Regions from separate parts of the Dromaius novaehollandiae genome. Here region 1 is linked to region 2. Evidence: chromatin contacts called from public Hi-C data. All regions are on one chromosome and are shown on one strand. The core of a region is the stretch at or near the end of the contact, and the rest is flanking DNA. Distances in the headings are between cores, read along the strand shown.

The links. Hi-C and Micro-C count contacts between places; a contact is called where the count stands out from the background.
Region 1: a Hi-C map of brain shows a contact between it and region 2, with 4 times the contacts expected there. The contact joins the promoter of RNF150 here to the enhancer-like site in region 2. A contact is called at or near these places in 2 of 4 Hi-C or Micro-C datasets (brain and liver).

Annotation. Positions count from the first base shown.
Region 1 is chr4:35,456,001-35,458,775 of bDroNov1.hap1, forward strand. RNF150 (ring finger protein 150) reads right to left here and starts at 1,380. Exons shown (of 7, transcript XM_026106141.2): 1 at 467-1,380. The coding sequence starts at 932.
Region 2 is chr4:35,327,753-35,330,824 of bDroNov1.hap1, forward strand. It overlaps RNF150 (ring finger protein 150), which reads right to left. Exons shown (of 7, transcript XM_026106141.2): 7 at 1-3,072. Among named protein-coding and RNA genes, the nearest start is that of TBC1D9, 27 kb to the left of the region's middle. Within about 2 kb of position 1,594, at least 1 of the 2 cell types and tissues checked has open chromatin away from gene starts, as enhancers often do.

The sequences.
Region 1 (2,775 bases), core at 130-2,629, 130 kb after region 2:
TGTGTTCCCTATTTTATTGCACCTCTCTCCTGATAACCATAAGCCATAAACATTGCGCTCCTCCTCCTCCGAAGGTCTCGATCACACCTATTCCTACCTGGCACCTGCCGGAGGATCCTCAGGACCCAGCAAAGCCTAGATGGTGGGCTCGGGGTCCCTCCGCTCCTCCGAGCGGCCCAAACTTTACAAGCTCCTGAACTTGGCGCACATCGCTGCCGGCGGCACGCACGTCAATGCCTCGCCAGGGCAGCGCGGAGAGGAGTGCCTGCAGCCCCCCCGGGGGCACCCTGGCGAGGCCCTGCCAGGAGGTGCGAGGAGGACGCCTGTCCAACCACCAGCTCCTGCCTGGGGGGCCGCACCGCGCTGGCAGAGTGGGCCGCCACACAGGCCCCGCCATGGGGAAGTGGGGCCCGGTGGGCACGCGGCGAGGGCAAGCATCGCGCCTCCTGGGCGGGCCACCACTCACCTGCATGGGGCATGGTGATGGTCTCGTTGGCGTTGCTGGAGCCCACGTTGTAGATGACCACGGCAGAGGCGTTCTGGGCGGCGGCGTGGCGGATCTTGTCCCTGTAGGTGCAGTTGCCGCGCGGGATGAGGGCCACCCAGCTCTTGCCCGGCGCGGGGGCGTTGAAGCGGGTGGCGGGGTCGCAGGCGTAGCGGTCGGTGGGTGAGGCAGAGAGGGCCACCTGCCCGCGGGCGTCCTGCTTGGGCGACTGCTCGCCGTAGCGCCCGCACTCGCTCTTCTCGCTGCGGAGCTCGGCGCTGCCGCCCGCCGGGTCGGCGTAGGTGATGTTGACGAAGGCCGTGTACCACTCCTCCTTCTCGGCCACGGTGAAGTCCAGGCACAGCAGATGCACGAAACAAAAGGACAGCAGCCATGTTGAGAGAGCCAGGCTGCGGCACGCTTGGATCACAGACATTGCCATCTTCATCTGCCGGCCCCCCCGGCCGCCCGGCCCGCCCCCGCCGCCTGCCTGCGCTGTGTGTGTGTGCGCGACTGGAGCAGGCGGCGCGGTGCGAGGCGGTGCTGCTCCCGCCGGGCTCCGTGCGGGAGGAAGGGGGGAGGGGAGCCCTCCCCTCCGCAGCCTAATTCATTTCGGGGCCGCCGGGCTCCCTCGGGCTCGCCCCTTCCCCGCCCGCCTCCCCGCCCCGCCGCCTGGCTTCCCTCTGCCCCTCTCCCCTCCCTCGCCCTGCCCGCACAGCTGCCGCCGCCGCTGCCAGCGCAGCGCAGCCGGCAGCCGGGGGAGGAGGTGGGGGGATTTCCACACACACACAGAGGCGCGCGGCCGCCGGCTCGCTCGGGGCCGCGGGCGGGCGGCGCCGGGCGCCCGCGGGGCCGCTGGCTACGAGGCCGAGGGGGGCCGCCGGGTGCGGGAGGAGCGGAGCGGAGCGGAGCGGCGCGGCGGCCCCGCAGCGGCACCTGCCGGCAGACGGGCGGCCCCGGTCCCGGCCCGGCGGCGCGGGGGCACCTCCCCCGTCCCGCTCCCCTCTGGGGTGCGGCGGCGAGCGAGCCCCGCGGCGGCCGTTGGGCTGAGGGTAACGGTCGCTTCGCGCGGGGAGAACGCGCAGCCTGAAAAGCACCAGTATACGGGGTGCTTTTTTTTCAGTCGCACCTCTAAATTTTAATTTATCCTTGATCCCCCCCCCCCCTTTTCTGACTGCTGTAGGACAAATTAAAAAACACGCCCGCACACACAAACTTATGCTCTCTTTGGCTCTTGCTGAAGCGTCTGCGCCTTTTTCTGTCAGCGGCAGCACGGAGGGGTAGGTGGTCTGACAGGAGGTGGGTTCCTCAGAGAAACAGAGCTCTTGGGCTATCCCGAGGACGTGTCTGTTGTTACTGCAAACGCGGACGTTATAATGCAGTTACGCTATACAGTTTAGCGGGGAAAACGCTTGTTAAATGCTTTTTAAATGCTGCTTACGTTTCAGTGTCTGCGTTCAAGCTTTAAAATACAAACTGAATCAATTTCTCACTATACAGCTGTGAATGATGCTGATGAGCGCATTCACCAAAGACAGGTGAGCTACTGACATAAACACAAATGCTCAGTGTGAAACCTTAAAAAATGACCGAGCACTTCTCTGGAAACACTCAAATGCCAAGGACAGGTGCAAAAAAGAAAAGCTTAATCTTGCCTCAGGGAAAGCCCAGATTTGGGAATTTTAATGTATCAGACTTCCAGAGTTACTTTTTTTGGCCAAGACTTAAATGCTTTTCATACCAATATACAACAACATCAAAACACAACTGACTAGATTCATCTATCCCAAACAAGTGAGTAACAAAAATTCCACTTTTCCAGTTTTACTATGTTCAGTAACAGAAGGCCATCTCTGATATTGCCTATGTTAGCCACCTTATGATTAAAATCTACTGCTAGAAGTACCACTCCCTTTGATTTAGGCAAGATGCATAAATATCTCACTAGTGGCAATATTCGCTGGTTTCCAGTTTATAGTTGCAATTGAGCTGAGCAAACAGAGGACAGCCTTATCCGTATTTTATATACACACACACTTGCTGCCTTGCTGGGTTATTTCCTCAAAGTTGAAAAAAGTGAAGTTGGGAGAAAAATGAACAGACAAATATGTGAATAAAGTAGGGAAATTTATAGCGAAATACAATGGGTGACCAAAAAGCTGTAATTCTACCATCAAGCGAGAGGATAACTTTGCTTGAAAGCCCATTCCTGGAGAAGTGAAATCAGCAATTAAGAAAAATAAGTCACTATGTAGAACGAATGCAGAGAAAAGAAAGTAGATGGCAATCAA
Region 2 (3,072 bases), core at 344-2,843:
TTTTTCAAGAGAGATAAAGTGCATTGGAGGGGAAGATGTATACATTATAAAATATCAGCAAAGACTTGAAGTATACTTGCAATACTGTACAGAAAATAATGCTAGAAAAGAAGCTCGCTTCACAAACTGCCACTGCACTGTTGTGGCAGAAGATTCACAGGTAGCAGAAAAAAAAGAAAGATACTAAAAAAACAGAACTGTTTATGCAAATGCCACTGTGTGATTTTGCCATGGTCTTTAGCTAGGTGTTTCACAAATCAAGGTGTAGCTGGCTGAGCAAAGGAAATCTTTTTAATGTGGCGATGAAGGGTAGTTTCCACAGTCAAAATAAGGAAACACGCTCAGTCTGCAGGACCCGGTTTCAGCGCCAGCGAAAACTTCCACCAAAAAACCGCTCTGAGCCTGGTGGATCTGCAGTGAAACAGGAGAGTGTGCGTGGGGGCAACAAGCCTGTCCCCCCTTTTAGCTTTCGAGGACTATGAGCCCTGCACCTTGGCAGCCCCTGTGGTGGCTGACGAGGAGCAAGGGCAGGGGGACAGGGGAGGCCAAAGGCTAAGGTAAAAATGAAACCGGCTCCTGGTGTCCAAAGCAGGTAATTTCACTGTTACACAGCATCGTCTCCTAACTGGAAATTATTTCAGTAAGCTATGCACTGATACAGAAAATAAAATGCATAGGGTAGTTATTTCGCTTGTTTTTTTTTCTTCCCTTTTTAAAATTGGCATTTGCTGGTATGGCTCTGCAGTGTGTGAGAAGAGACATTGCTGGGACAAACTTTGGAGCCATCCCTGGAAACCAGAGTGCTTCTGCTCGATTCATGAACTGCATACAGACCGGATGCCACAATTTTTTTGGTTTGCTTATAAACTACTTCAAACAAAAATAATTCTCTTCTGGAAATGGATGGAATGCATCTTTCTGACAAGTACAAAATCATGTAAAATGTTTACTAAATACAAGGAACATCTTGCTATAAAAATAACAGACCCCCCCCCACCCACTGTCCCCCCTTTACATTTCTAATTACAAAATGGTACAGGCTTTTCAGGTTCCTAACATGAAACAAGAAGTAAGGATGGCAGTATGTACACGTACAAAACATTTAGATAGCTGACATCTGTAATAACTGCATACATTCAGAGCAACAAAGCATCTTTATATCTTTTTTAACACTACACAGGACTAAAGAATGAGGAAATAAAAAAAGGGAAAACTATTTTTTACTTTTTTATTTTCTTTTTTCTTTTTTTGGCATTCACTCCAGTAAGAAATAGCTTCCACCAATTCACAATTAAAGTAGTTTGGAGAGGCGAGATTAATTTCAGATGGAATATTCATCTGCTGGCTTTTCACTCAAAATGCACAACATATTCATCCTTCCTTTTTCACTTCTCTCTTTGAAATATAGCTCATGCTCAGGACTTTTCCTTATTTTTTCAATAAATGCCAAAAAAGAGAAAGTGATTTACCGTTTCCTGGCAGACTGGAAGCTGGGCAGCAGAGGGCACTCGTCTCCCTCCCTCTGCAGTCCCAGCCTGCAGCTGCCATCTGGTACACAAACAAATCCCAGACTAAAAAGTCCATCTGGTGTTCTTGCCACTGCAGGAGTATCAATCAGTTCAGGTAACAGCTTGTTAAAATAAAGGAAGGACTTGTGTTGCAGCAGTTGTCCCTATGTAAAAAGTTCACTAAAACAGCAGTTCCACCCTGATTTTGCCCTGTCCCCTAAAGTATTTCATTATATTGTTTTTCATCACTGCTTTAACAAGGGCAACTCTTTTCTGTCAGACTAGTTGCCCAATATATGCTCAAACATTTTGCCACTACCGAACAAGCGAGTTAACGCACAGTGCTGCTTTATGAAGTAGCGATACATCTTGAGCTGTTAGGCAGCGGTCCCAGTTAGCACTGGTTAGGGAGCAGTGAGGTTCCCCTCAATCTGCCTGAGACCTGGGCTTATCTAAAGCTAAGCCCTTAAGCTGAACTGCATTGCAAGCCAAAGATGTCCATGGGCCTAATGTTAGTTTATGTTGCGGCCCTTTTGCACTACCGGGATGATGTAAAGGACCTACCTGCAAATCCAGCCCTGCCTGCACTGTCAGCGTACTCCTCCCGCTGGGGCTACACAAAGCTGGCATGAAGCTACCGGGAGAAACTGGCTCCTTCCCTCCCTGCTGCGCCGGAGCGGTCCGGCTTGTCACTCGAGATGCCAGCAGCACCAGGCGCGGGCGAGGGTGGCACGGCCTGAGCTGCAGCCGAGTTCCTTCCCCGCACCAAAGGCTCCCACGCGAGCGAGCCTTCGGCAGAGGGGCCGGGAGGGAGCAGGCTGCGTTTCTCCCATTTTGGCCCTGCAAAAGGGATGCGTCACAACAGCAAATCAAGCCTTCCCTCTTCTGCTTAGACAGTCAGCTTGTCCTGGCCCATATTCCTAGCAGACTGGTAACTTTGGCACCTACAAAACCAAAAAGTGGTAAAAAAAATCTCCATTATTGCTAATGAAATAGAAATCAGAAAATTGCTATGGGTTTTCTTGGTTTGCACAGCCTGTAAGGTCTTATTCTCAGCTTATTCCAAACTACATGCGTAGTCATGAGCTTTTCTGTGGACAGCGACCAGGAAGGAACAAGCCACCTACAAACAAAACCAGAGAGAGCCCCAGCTGCACAAGCTGCAAGGCATTTTCCTTTGTTATGCATAACCTCTATTGTCATTTCAGTACAGACTAATTGTCACAACAAGGACTTGCAGTCTTGAGACGTATAACGGCTTGTGCCCTGATCACTGCCTTTTAATCATAAACTTCCCTTCAAGGACTGTAGCATACATTCAAAGGAGGAAAATTGTAAGGCAGAACACTGGAAAATCTATACAATAACTGCACTCTAAGCTGAACGAGGATGGCAAATGAAACACATTTTCTCAAAAATCTATAGCAGCGTACTGCTAATTAAAAATACACAGATGTGCTAAGTTGTCTGCAGGTACCTTCCAGGGCAATCCATCTATATGCAAACATCTTCTGAGCTACACAAATTTTAAAGTGGACAAGGATTACTTTTTATTTAGCAAGAG